Regions from separate parts of the Oryctolagus cuniculus genome. Here region 2 is linked to region 1. Evidence: chromatin contacts called from public Hi-C data. All regions are on one chromosome and are shown on one strand. The core of a region is the stretch at or near the end of the contact, and the rest is flanking DNA. Distances in the headings are between cores, read along the strand shown. Region 1 overlaps PRKG1 (protein kinase cGMP-dependent 1). Region 2 holds the start of LOC138845354 (large ribosomal subunit protein uL23-like).

Region 1 (7,050 bases), core at 3,985-6,484:
GAACCCTGAGGAGAAATGGACTTATTTTGGCCTGTCCCAGTAACCAGGGGTCAATGGCAAAAGGAAGTTGTACTACGGGCAAAAAGGCCAGTTTTGAATTAATGTTCTCACTTGATCTCCTTGCTCAAATATTAGGTTAGATTGTACTTGAATAAACAAGAAGGGAAAATTTATAGCAGTGCACATTTTGATACCCTGTTTAACTATAAATTACCTTTATTAAACGTATTTTTGAAATTCTCATATATTTATTTGAAGCTGTCCATGTGTAAAAATGCTCTTTGGGACAGTAAATTTTTCTTAAGTTAAGAAAAAAAATGTTTTACATAGTCAATGATTGCCAGAGAGCATCAGGGTAGATAAGATGTAGTATATGTTTTCTGGTGTCTGCAGGGCCAAAAAAAAAAAAAAAAAGAGAGAAAAGAAAAGAAAAAGAAAATCTAGTCTCTATTAGACATAGCAAAGCAAGTGATAAGGAGTAATACCTTTTGTTTTCTTTGATCTTTCTGGTTTGTTATCTAGGCAAGACAAATTCCTGAAGTATAGCAGCAGACTTGAAAGCATCCTGCCTTGAAATTGTCTGGTTATCTAGCCTCACCATCCGGCTCCAGGGCATTGCCAGGGCTGTCCACAAGAGATGAGATAGGATGTGAACTTTCTGGTTTTCTTGATATTAGAGCAATCATGAAAAAAAGGCAGGCAGTGTATGGGGGGGGGGATTCTTTTGTGTGCTTCATCCTTATTCAAAACATTAAAAATATGAGTGAGCTTTTTTGTTGTTGTTGTTGTTGTTTTTGAGTTCATTTATTTGAGAGGAGAGGAGGAAAGGAGGCTTCTTTTTAAAGATTTATTTGAAAAGCAGAGTGATGGCGGAGGGGAAGAATCAGACAGGGTAGTCGGGGAGGGGGGAGAGAGATCCATCTTTCATCTGGTGGTTCCCTTCCCTAAGGGCCACAACAGCCAGGTCTGGGCCAGGACACAGGAGCACCATCCTGGTCTCTCACATGGGTGTCAGGGGCCTAAGTAGGTGGGCCATCATCTACCACCTTTCCAAGCATATTAGTGGGGAGTTGGATCAGAGGCTGAGTAGCCTGGACTCAAATCACCATTCCAATATGGGGTGCTGGTGTGGCGAGTGGTGCCTTAACCTGCTGTGCTGCAGCTCCAGCCCCTGCAGCAGTGTCTACATATCCTCCTTGTTGTTGAACTTATAAAGTCCGTGTGGTATGTGTGGCTTGATATTTCTGTATTTTTTTATAAGTTAAATAAAACTTGCATTCCAACAATGTAGTTTCAAAAGTAAGAATAAAATTGTTTATATATACTGTTCTTATAAAATAACAAAGCCCTTTAAAAATCACAATGCTTTGTTTTTCTTTTCATAAAAATACATTTTTTGTTACTGTAAGGATCCTGAGGAACTTTGCTCCCACTTGGGAAAATAACAAATTCCAAGTCTCTCAGCTACGTATTTTTTTAAAGGCTGGTAGGAAGATTTGGACATATATGGTGTTGAAACCACTCCACAGGGCTTGCTTTTTATAGGATGGCTATCTCCATTAGAACTTTCCTTTTTTTTTTTTTTTTGTTTGTTTTTCTAGTGATCTTAGACTGGATTTACTGAAAGATGCCTTTGCAAACATAGATTTGGCTCAGACTTCAATCATATTAAAGATAATCATGAGATTGTAGTAAAAAAAATGATACTTTTTTTGTGGGTGGGAGGGTGGCCACAGGGATGTCAGCCCAGTCCCATAGTGGATACCCTGAGATTGCGTTGTGATCATCAAAATAATGAGCGTGGGAGTTACACACTTGATGTTGACTGCTGGCTCCTGTTTCCAGGACTGGCTGTGTAATTTTAGACATACTACTTCTCTGAGTTCCATTTCTGTGTCTACAAAATGATACTTTCTCCCCACAGGGGTTTATGTACAAGGCATACTCCATATCTGTTTATGGAATAATGAAAGGTGAGTATAAAGTGCTACACAAAAGTGCTGGCAATTGTGTAACAATGGAAAGTTTAAAAAATTTCAGAAGTTTTCAGAAAAAAAATTAGCTCTCATATTAACACATTATAGAACCTCATGCCTAGAAGGGATTTCAGAAGATTTCTTGTTCATCCTCTCTGATTAAAAAACAACTGTAATATATCAAACAAAAATCTAGAGATTCAGAGAGGTTATGCTTTACCAATGGAATGACAAAACTAGGATTAAATTGCAGAGAGAGAGAGAGTGAGAGAGAGAGATCTTGCATCTGTTGGTTCACTCCCCAGATGGCTGGGCCAATCTGAAGCCAGGAGCCAGGAGCTTCTTCCAGGTCTCCCATGAGGTTGCAGGGGCCCATGGACTTGGGGCCATCTTCTACTATTTTCCCAGGCCATAACAGAGAGCTGGATAGAAAGTGGAGCAGCCAGGACTTGAACTGGCACCCATATGGGATGCCAGCACTGCAGATGGTGGCTTTACCCGCTATGCCACAGCGCCAGCCCCAATTCTAGCGCTCCTTGAAGTATATTAGATGTTAAGTCTACCTTAAACAACCTAAGCAATGAATGAATGAGGAAAACTAGTTGTTTAAGAAATATGTATTTATATTGTAATCCATAAGCTGTACTTTGGAAATTTATATTCATTAAATAAAAGTTAAAAAAAAGAAAAGAAATAGGTATTTATTTATATGTATACATTATATATTATATATGCACATATATCTTATGTATGTATGTATATATATATTTATGTGTATATATACATATTTTTTTTAAGTTTGAAAGGCAGGGAAGAGGGGAAAGAGAGGAGAGACACTGGTGCTGGTCCACACCCCAAGTATCTGCAACAGCTGGTACTAGGCCTGGCCAAAACCAGGAATTTGGAACTCAGTTCTGGTCTCCCATGTGGGTTTCAGAAACCCAGATACTGGAGCCAACTCTTGGGGTCTTCCAGGGTGCACATTAGCAGGAAGCTGGAATTGGGAGTGGAGCCTGGACTGAAATCCAGGCACTCTGATGTCTGATGTGACTCCCAAGAGATGTCTTAATGCTGTGCCAGACACCAGCCCCATATAGACATTTGGGGAATTGGAGATGGGAAGGTTAAGTATTGTTGCTATATTTCAATCAAGTAAGGTATTGTTGCCATGTTTCAATCAAGTATCAAATGGATAATGTATGAGCTGGCATGACAGAGCCAAGGAGCAAAATGTGTCATTACTCAGGTTAGCATCTCAGCCGACTCGTGAGTTTCTTAGAAGGGTTTCTGGAAGGCCCTGGCTTTAACTGCTGTGAGGGATAGTAATTAGGCAGGAACCCTGAGGGGACCACTGTGGCAGGCTCAGGAAAAACACAGTCTGGAGGCCCTGGAAGAACTGCTCAGAGTGCTAGGACATCTGCATGTCCAGGGATTACTGACACTGGTCACGTTGGAAGCCTAGCTGGTTTGTTTCCCAGAAGCTCCTCCCCCTTCTCTCAATGTTCATTTTTCAGCCCCCACAAGTCATGAAAGCTTGCATTTTCATATCCAGGAGCGTTGAGAGTATAGAGATCTGGGGTGGGACTGCCGGTAGCTGTTCTCACAGTGCAGTAGACTTGGGTCTCCAAGCCTGAAAGCTGCAAGGGAAGGGATGCTTTTCCTGTGTGTCCCCATCTCTGCGAGTCCCCATCGAGTTTATACCTTTGTATCCCCAGTGCCTGGCTCCAATTGGAAGACTGGTATTACTGTATTCTGGCCTATTAATGGAGAAAAATGCAATTTTAGACCTTATTTCTCTCAACACTATTTTTCAAAAATTTTGATTAATATAAAGGGAACATATTTCATGCATTTCATAGGTACAATCCTATAAAGATATCTGTCAGCCAATCAGTTGATATGTGGGAAGACATAGGAACTATTTTGGCGATCCAAAGCAGTGTTCTCTCCTTACTAGTCTGACACTGTCTCGAAAAAAATATACCAAATGATCAGCCTCTTCCATGATTAAAAACCTCACAAGGATGTTGACAGGATTAAATGAGCTCACACACGTTTAATTTAGTGCCTTGTAGAGTGTAGTCATTCAATAAATGCTAGCTCTCATTGTTATTACCTACTGATTCTGACTTCATTCATCTAGGAGACAGGAACTTTTAACCCTGAAATGGGCCCGTATATTCTCCCCGTATTTCTAGCTCCATACTTGCATCTAATTCTGCTAAGTGACATGGCTGTGACCCTGTTTTCAGTCATTTCCTGAATCATAGATGGTATTCTGACATGGGCCATAATTAGGGCTTATTTTCCTTTCTCTCTTTTTCACCCATGATGTCATCTTTGTTCTCTTTCTGTATATTTCTCACCCCCTCTCCCAACCCATGTTATGAGAAACTATATAATTCTAGAAAGAAAGAATGGCAAGTTACCTCTAGGGATCTATTGAGCTGTGTTAGGACCTCCTCTGAAGCTATCTGCTCTCTGTACTAGATAAACTCAGGTTTCTTAACCCTTCTTTGCATGTGAACCACTTGGGGATGCAGGCTCTGACTTGTGGGAGGCAGAATCCGTCTCCTGCAGAAGGCGAAGCCCGCCTCCCATAATATGGCGCTGATAAGGAGTAACCAGCTTTTACACAGCTGACTCATCTTGACTACTAGAAGCCGCAGGAGCCGATTCATCCTCTCAATAGAAGAGAACGGCATGCTCGACACGTGGACAGGCGGAGCACGGATTGGTGGAGAGGACTATATAGGAGGAGAGAGACGGCATGGTGGTGGGGGTTGGTTGGAGAGTGCGTTGGAGAGTTCGCGGGGAAGTTCGTTGCTTCGTTCTTTCTCATTTCTCTCTACTCATTCTTGCTTTGAGAGTTCGCTGTTTGCTTATTCTTACTTTACTATAGAAAAGACTTGTAAAAGGGGAACAACAAGCGTCAGGTCCGGTGCGGCTCCTCCGCGTGCGGAGGAGCAGCACTGACTGAGCAGGTGTGGGGCAGACCTGAGAGTCCTGCATTTGCAGTGATCTCTCAGGTTCTGCTGATGCTGCTGGTTCTCCGAAGACCATTCAGCAGCAAATGATTAAATCAGGAATTTGGTTTCTTCCTCCTACCACCGGTCCCTGCCCCACCCCCACTTTTTTTTTTTTTTTTTTTTGCTATACAAATAAAGTGCAATCAGACACAGTAATGTAAACTAGTGATCCATTAACCTGCAGTGCTTTGTAAGATCAACTCATTCCCAATGAAAGCCTAGAGGAAGCATTCTTGTGTTCTGGGTCATAAACACACACAGCTGAACAATGTGAGAGCTAAGCGTTAGGACGGTGGAATCAGAGAGGCTTGTGTTCAAGCTTGTAATATCTTAGTCATGTTCCTCGAACCTCTTTGAATGCTTCTTTCTGGTCTGTCAATTTGGGCGGGGCAGGGGTGGTGTGGCTAGAAGGTTGTCCTGTAACTGATGATGTGCAAAAGATCTGTTCTAGCAAACGGTCAGTGACGACCATTGCTTTGGAGTCTCAACACCAGTGTCCTGGACACAAAATAAAATCTGTTCCCAAGTTAGAAATGTGATTCAGAAAGAACTATAATTGAGATGAATTGGGAGAGTAAGACACGCTGATTCAGCATTGTCAAGAGCTCGCTCTGTGCAGGGTGCTTTATCAGCATGAATTCATTTGTTGTTCTCAACAATCCCAGGCTGTCATCATGGTGCCTCTGGGCGGGAATGCTCTGTGCACATGAGGAGCCTCATCCAAACACATAGAGTGACTTATCCAAAGTCTTGCTGCATCAGCTGGGAGTATTTGGCTGTAGGACTCTAACCCCATACCACATGATAATCTACAGGAGGTGCATAGGCAGAAAATGGAGGAAAGTGGGCATTGCAAAGACCCTCAGACCACTCCAAACACCCAGCAGTTCTCAAACTGCAGCGCATGTAGTCATGTCTTGGAGGTTTGTTACAGGGATTCCTAGGCTCCATCTCCAGTGATTCTGACTTAATGGACTTGGGAAATTTGGGATCAAGAAATTGGCCAAACCTCCTTTGCAGGTATGTTCTGTAAGTAGTCTGACCACATACATAATTTCCTAGGGCTACTATAACCTATTACCACACACTGTGTGACTTGCAGCTATTGCAATTTATTCTATCATAGTTCTGGGACTGGAAGTTAGAATTCAGGGTATCAGCAGGGCACAGTGTTTGAAGACCCTAGGGAGGCTCTTCTGTTGCCTCTTCCTAGCTTCAAGTGGTGACTGACAGTCAGTCTTTGGCATTCTGTGACATGTATTCACATCACCCCTGTCTCTGCCCTCAATTTCATATGGCTGTCTTTCCTGCAGATCTGTGTCTAGATTTTCCTCTTATAAGAACATCACTGAATTTAAGGCCCACTCTGATCTAATATGATCTCATCTTGATTATATCTATAAAGACTTCAGTTCCCAGTAAGGTCATGTTTACAGGTTTCAGCTGGACATGAATTTAGGGTGGCCAATATATCATACCACTTGTATTTATCTTCCTTCAAGCTTACAGTGTACATCTGTGACTTCTGAATTCTGCTGAGTGCCATGGGAAAAGGATTTTGGATGAGATGGTTCAAGTGAAGAACACATCCAAGCATCAGAGTAGCAAAGTTTTGGGGAACCTTTTTCACTTGCCATTTCTCTATATCCTCCCCTCTCACTCCCTTCCTCTTATTTTTCAAAGGCTATGATGTTGATTGATAGTCCTTGGTTCAGATGAAAGTATTAGTCTCTGGTGGTTCCATGAAATGTCACAGATCTCTGTGGTTTATGGTCCTCTTGTTTTCATGGCATGAGCTTTATAAAGATTTACAGAGGGAAAAATTGGTCTTGAGAAGAGACAGCCAGTGATTTTCATTTCTGGAGACTATAGTTTTCTTACCTGTAATTTTAGGGGAAAAGAAACTTTTATGCTATAATTTCAACACTTTCCTTCCCTATAATTTTGGTATACTCTTTCCTTAGGGTTACAAAGAACAAGTGGAATAAACTTCAGATAAACTTATTAGGATGAAGAGCCATTAACACACCAACTAATTTAGAAAA
Region 2 (7,089 bases), core at 669-3,168, 1.3 Mb after region 1:
AGGCGGAGGATTAGCCTAGTGAGCCGCGGCGCCGGCCTCTCATGTTGGACTTTAACAGTAAATTGGATAGAAATAAGCATGCCAACAGAGGACAAGATTTTAACAAGTGACTACTGCTCCTTGTTTTACAGCACATTTTTGTTATAATCCGAATGCAGTGAACAGAAGAGAATCATTGTCATAAGGCCAATGTTGCATTCTTGTGACTATACAGAAAGTTTCATCTGGCAAGAGCAAAGCACCTAGAATAGGTTAAAGCCTTGAATGTAAAATGTCCATATGACTGGGACATTGAGATGTTACTCTGACAGAATCACAGTAGCACCTGCTTAGTCCATTTGAAACTTAAAGTCCCCAAGTAACAGAATGGTCACACCAATTCAGTATTTTCTACTCACAGAAGTGTAGACATAAGGAACATATACCCAAATATAGCTGCTGTGTTTTTATGAAAGAGGAGACCTTTAGTTATTCTAGACACGTAGACTTAGTCATTTTAAAAGTAGACTTCATGGAGACTTAAGAAATATGGCTTGAATAGAACTATATCCATGGGTGAAATATGGAACCACTACAAAAGCTTCTCCCTGCTAATGACAGGTATTCTGGAATGTTTGATGTGCCTTTTGTGGTCACTGGGGTACCATTTAGAGCAGAGAGACAAATGATTTGCAGTATGGCACACAGATGAAGGTCTCAGACCTCCTTTTTACCATTGGGAGAACACAACTTTATTTCATTACTCATGTCAGTTAATCTTTGAGTTTGATCATATTCCTATAACTCTAACTGAAAGATATACAATGTCATAAATATTCAAGTTTATATTTTGTCTGATGCCTTTGAGTGACTCAGCTACTTTACCATTTTCCAGATAGAAACACACTAAAATTTGAGCATCTGTAGTATACAGTTTTGAGATAATAAATCCAAAAATGGCACTTCTTAAGAGTATAATTACTTAGTTAGCATATGATTTAATAAATATTGACCACGTGGAAATGAATGATTTGTTGAGAACTTCACAGTATTAGTGACTTAGCATCCTTAAAATGAGTCAAACAAACTGTGTTTGCAATGGCGCACATTGTGTAATTTAAATGAACATAAAGGAAAAATAATAATCTTGTTATATCTAAAAATGAGTTTAGGAAGAAACAATGAGTGCATAGAACTCATAGTCTACCTATTTAGAGTGATAATCAAAGTAGTAATGATGCTGTATTAGATTCCTGAGGCTTATGTAGCGAATTACTACAAACTAGGTGGCTTAAAATGAAGGAAATCTATTTTGTCACCCAGAAGTCCTAAATTAGTATCTTTAGGCTCAATCAGTCATCAGTGGGACAACACTCTTGGAGGTTCTGGGGGAGAAGCCATTCCTAGCCTCTTCCAAGTTTTAGGTGCTTCTACATTCTTCTGTTTGTGGCTGCGCTACTCCAATCTTCACTGCTGTCTTCACATTGTCTTTTCCTCTGTGTGTGTGCATGTGTGTCAGCTCACTCTGATTCCCTTATTAAAAACATACTTGTGATGGCATTTTAGGATCTCTCTCGAAAACATGGGGTAGTCTTCCTATCTCAAAATTTTATTGCTAAGACTCCTTTCCTAAGAAGGTAACATTTACAAGTTCCAGGGATGATATTGTTGGTGGACTATTTGCAGCCTACCATGGAGAAGTTAACCAGTTAGGTTGTCACAGTATATCTTGGCCATGCACATAGCCAACATGGCCTTTGATAAGGGGTAAGATTGAATTCCAGCCATCCTTTCTCCTCCTCTCCTTACTCAACTCTATCCCAATCCTACTCCTAATGTGGTTTCTTCCTAGATGTGATGTGAAGAGCAGTAAGTGAGTTTCCTCTTAGAGGAAAAACCATGAGAGATTGATAGGCTCTGTATCTCAAAATAAATAAATAAATAAGCAAACAAGCAAGCAAACCCATCTGTCCTTCAAAGATGACACCTGTTACCTGGACTGACCCCTTTATTCCATGCTCTGGGGCATGACATTCCACAAGGCCACTGAGGAAGCTCCGCCTGACCCAGGGAATCCTTGTGCTTGTTTTTGTTTCAGGAAATTTTCCAATAACTCTACTCCATGGACCTACATGGTGAGAGTCCCCTGCCACATACAGGGGCACAGATTGACCCAAGTGCCACTGAGGGAGATTATGAACCATCCAACTGTTGCTAAAATTCCCAGTCTCCTCCCTGGAATTTTTCCATGTCCCTCGCACAGTCCCATCTCCCTCCAGATAAACATACCTCACATGCATGGGGTGGATGCGTTGGGTCCTTTGAGAGGATGCAGCAAAGTGTTTGTGCTGGGGTGAAACCATCCTCTTGTCCTGTTCACACCTTTACCTTTGCCAAGCTAGTACACTATGGCTACGTTTCATTTATTGATAAACTTTACCGTAAGGGATATTTCTGGTGGGACAGTTAGCAACCCCTTTTCCCAAGAAGCTGTGTAAAAGTCCTGAGATCATGAAAGAGTAGTTTGGATTCATAACCATGTCTTTCCAAAATAAATATTTGGAATTGAACGCTTGATTTGTGTCAGGCACTAAGCAAAACATTTACCATTCCCGTTATCTCACTTAATCCTGTGCATTAAGATCTAATGTTATTATTATCATTATCATTATTTTCTGATGAGGAAGCTGAGGCTTAGAGGGCTGGAGTGACCTCACAGCGAGCTGAGGAGTTGACAGTTACATTGCAAATCAGCTGCAGAATTAGGATTTGGACCCAAGAGTCTGTCTTTCAAATTCATCTCTTAACCCCAAACATGCTGTCTCTTGGAGATAGTTACTACCTGGTTATGGTCTTGGTTTGCATCTAGAAATAGGTGTGAATAACCTTGGATGTGAAAGTATCCCTTGTCTGAGGAAGGGACTAAAGTAAGAAACAAAACATTCTCTTTTAAAACTGCCTTGAAATCCTCAGTTTGTTTCATGTCATGAAAACATAAACTGTGGTATTTTAGATCTTGTCATAACCTAAAAGCAGTAACAAACTCCCTTCTGCAAACAATTCTATATCGCACAGACACTTTTCCGCTCATATATTTGTTATATCAAATAAGTGTGTTATGGTAAAGCTTTTTTTGCCAGAAACCCCTGAATCATTATGTAAATGTGCATTGAGACCCCTGAGTTCATCTTCAGATCAGCGTTACCAAACCCACCTCTGGGCGACGGAAGCTGTTCTGAGCCACTCAGAGCCAGCGCCAGGATGCTTCGCCATCATCTGTGACCCACTGGGAGTTTCAAGTAACGCTGTATCCATTAAGGGAGGGAAATGGTAGAAATATGATCTTTAGGGTAATGACAAGTGAAATGGCAAATGATTCCTGCTGTAAAGGCAATCATTTTCCATTGGAGAAATACTAGCTATATTCATTCTTTGAGTGGCTTTCTTTTTAATTATTGTATAATTTCTAAAATTCTATACAATGTGTGTTACAGGTTCATTTATGGATATTTATGTCTTAATGAATCCTGACTGTACCTAAATCACTAGGCTTGCTGCAAAGCTCAGGAGTGTCTGATGGGAGTATTATTATTTGGAGATTTTCATAACGTTTACTTTTTAAAATTTCTGAGGAAGGATGTGTTTGGAATAGATTTAGTGATATGGTAGTATGCAAAAAGAGAGAGAATAAATGCAGAATTTTTCCAGCTCCAGTCTTTGGGCAAAGTGACTAAAGATAAGTGTTATTGACAGGGTGTCATCTCTTCTCTTACCAAGAGGTATATTGCACTCGAGTAGGGGTCCACAGACTTTCTTTGTAAAGGACTTGATGATGAATATTTTAGGCCCTGCAGACCCACTCAGACAAATGAGCTGAACAAATGAGAGAGGCCATGTTTCAATGAAACTTAATTTATGGAGCCTGAAACTTGAATTACATATTATTTTCATGTGTCACAAAGCATTACTGTTCTTTGAGTTTTATGTTCAACCATTTAAGACTGTAGTAACCATTCTTAGGTCACTAGGGACACAAAAAGGCCCAGGCTGGCCTTGGCCTGTGAGCCGTGGTTTCTCAAACCCTACATGCGAGGATGGCATTTTTGTTGAGGACTCCATCAGGTGAGGAGAATACTGAGAATAGCAAAGGAATCTGAAAACTTTTCTCAAAAATTAGTTTGTGTTCTTGACAGCTGTTTTCCCCAGAAGTTATAATCTCCCAAATCCTTAAACTTTGCTTTTTAGTTCCTGCTGTTTACACCAGCGCACTCTCTCACCTGAACCACCTGAACCACCGCTGTTGACCTCCTCCTGATCTTTTCTTAACCAACAGTCCAGTTGCAGCAAAGCATCCCAAGTGACTTTTAACAAATGCAAAATTCAGTGATGTCACACACACGAGCTGCAATCTTGGCAAGTTAACGAAACACTTCAAGACTCAATTTCCTCCTCTATAAATGGAAAGAATAATTATCCATGCTTCTGTGGTTTGATGTGAAGATTAGATGACTAATGATATTCAGCATTTAGCGTGAAGCCTATTGTAGCATTGCTGTTCTGAGAACCAGTGCTCATTAAATGGTAGCTGCCGTCATTGTCGTCACCGTCATCATCGTCATCATGGTCACTCCCCTAATGAAAATGGATTGCAAATAGAATAAAATCAAACTGCCTCACCTCTTATAGCTTATATAATCTACCTGCCTCACCTTGTTTGCCCTATGTTTGAAGCTTGTTGGGTTCAGACACCTGATCTTTCATTGGTTTCTCAAACACTCCAAACCTTTCAGGCCGTTTATGGCTGCTCTCCACAGCTCTTCCTATAACCAATTCTCAAATATCAAGTCTGCAAAAGACCTTCCCTGACCAATTATTTTAATACTGTTCCTCACAAACTCAAATCCCGGTCCATCCCAGGACTCTGCTTATTTCCTTTGTAGTACTTCCCATGATAGATTATTTGTTAATGTACTTATTTTCTGTTTTCTTGTTAGAATGTAACCTGCAGGAACAAGACAGGCTTGTCTCCTTCATGAGAGCCATGGTTTGAATGGGCTCTGGCTCCTGAACTTATGGTGGAGTTTAAACCCCCAAATCATAAATTTAAGGCACTAAGGAAGGTAGATGCTTTGTCCAGTGATGGTGTTCAGGAGGTAGCCTAGTGGGAGGTGCTTAGGTCATTAGGTGCACGCTCTTGGAAGGAGTGTCTCCAATGAGGGGTGGTTACATAACCCAGAGTGGGGCTCAGCTGTGCTTTCTCCCTACTTCCTGGGTTACCACGTGATTGTTTCTGTGTGCAGACTCTGCCATTCCCATCCTCCCACCTCACCTGGTAGCCAAACCAGTGAGCCTGCCTGATCCCGGATTGGGAACCTCCAAAATCATGAGCCAAAATAAGCCTCCTTCCTTTATAAGTAGTTTATTTTGGGTATTTGTTATTTGTGATGAAAAGCTAATATAACAACTCTATGGAAGTAGTGGTTTTCAATACATATTTAGTGAATGAAGCAAAGAAAAATGAATTCTCAGAGATATTTGCCAATTTTGTCTGGACTCTGAAACATTCATTTAAATTCAGGAAACTCTAGGTGATCAATCACTAGGCTCCCTCAGTATTCTGTCCATTTATTCACCAACCAAATCTTTTTTTTTTTTTAATTTTTTTTTATCTTTTATTTAATGAATATAAATTTCCAAAGTACGACTCATGTGTTACAATGGCTTCCCCCCCCATACCGTCCCTCCCACCCACAACCCCCCACTTCCCACTCCCTCTCCCCCTCCATTCACGTCAAGATTCATTTTCGATTATCTTAATATACAGAAGATCAGCCTAGCATACCTTAAGTAAGTATTTCAACAGTTTGCTCCCACACAGAAACATAAAGTGAAAAATAATAGATGATTTTTTTTAAATGATGATGAAATCAGAGAAGACCTATTGTCATGTTTAATCCCAGTGAGAGTCAAGTTGGGAATTGATTTTTTTTTTTTTTTACAGAAGATCAGTTTAGTGTACATTAAGTAAAGATTTCAATCGTTTGCACCCCCATAGAAACACAAAGTGAAATATACTGTTTGAGTACTCGTTATAGCATTAAGCCTCAGTGTACAGCACGTTAAGGACAGAGATCCTACATGAGGCGTAAGTGCACAGTGACTCCTGCCGTTGACTTCACAAATTGACACTCCTGTTTATGGCATCAGTAATCTCCCTATGCACCAGTTATGAGTTTCCAAGGCTATGGAAGCCCCCTGAGTTCTCCGACTCTTATCTTGTTTAGACACGGTCATAGTCAAAGTGGAGGTTCTCTCCTCCCTTCAGAGAAAGGCACCTCCCTCTTTGAAGACCTGTTCTTTCCACTGGGATCTCACTCACAGAGATATTTTTGCCAGAGTGTCTTGGCTTTCCATGCCTGAAATACTCTCATGGGCTTTTCAGCCAGATCCGAGTGCCTTCAGGGCTGATTCTGAGGCCAGAGTGCTATTTAGGACATCCGCCATTCTATGAGTCTGCTGAGCATCTCACTTCCTATGCTGGACCACTCTCCCCTTTATCCATTCTATCGGTTGGTGTCAGCAGATACTAGACTTGCCCATGTGCTCCCCTTGACTCTCAGTCCTTTCATTATGATCAATTTCACCAACCAAATCTTAAGGACCTTCTGAGTTCAGCCTGTGTAAAATAGAAAGGATCATAAACTTTAGTAATTGCTTTCAAGGAGTTTATGACATCTTTGCATAAGTTGTCATTTAAAAATACATATCAAAAATAGAAATCGACAAGTCCATATATTTCTTTGCTTGAAGTTTAAGTTTTAATTTCCTTTTTTCACCAAAGCATTCATCATATGGAATAGCAGGTCTAACTGGCACCACTGTTATTCAATAAACATTTATTGGGCATGAGCCAGCTCTTGTACCAAAAACTGAAATTCTAATTGTATTTTTCCCTGCTATACTTCCTTTTTAGGAGAAAGAAATAAATATCACCAGAACCAGTTACTGGGGATCCTGTTTTTAAAAATTTGCAGGCTATATTTTGGGATCAGCATACAAGTGCCATGCTCTGCTCCACTTTCTGTATGGACTGCAGTCCTGTAGGGATTC

The links. A called contact is a pair of places that touch in the nucleus more often than the background predicts.
Region 2: a Hi-C map of liver shows a contact between it and region 1, with 10 times the contacts expected there. The contact joins the promoter of LOC138845354 here to the enhancer-like site in region 1. A contact is called at or near these places in 6 of 6 Hi-C or Micro-C datasets (ear pinna, embryonic fibroblasts, liver and 3 more).

Annotation. Positions count from the first base shown.
Region 1 is chr15:43,989,422-43,996,471 of mOryCun1.1, forward strand. The region is part of intron 1 of PRKG1 (protein kinase cGMP-dependent 1); the gene reads left to right. Among named protein-coding and RNA genes, the nearest start is that of PRKG1, 15 kb to the left of the region's middle. Within about 2 kb of position 5,235, at least 1 of the 8 cell types and tissues checked has an H3K27ac peak or open chromatin away from gene starts, as enhancers often do.
Region 2 is chr15:45,249,526-45,256,614 of mOryCun1.1, forward strand. It overlaps LOC138845354 (large ribosomal subunit protein uL23-like), which reads right to left and starts at 1,919. Exons shown (of 1, transcript XM_070057679.1): 1 at 1-1,919. The region is part of intron 9 of PRKG1 (protein kinase cGMP-dependent 1); the gene reads left to right.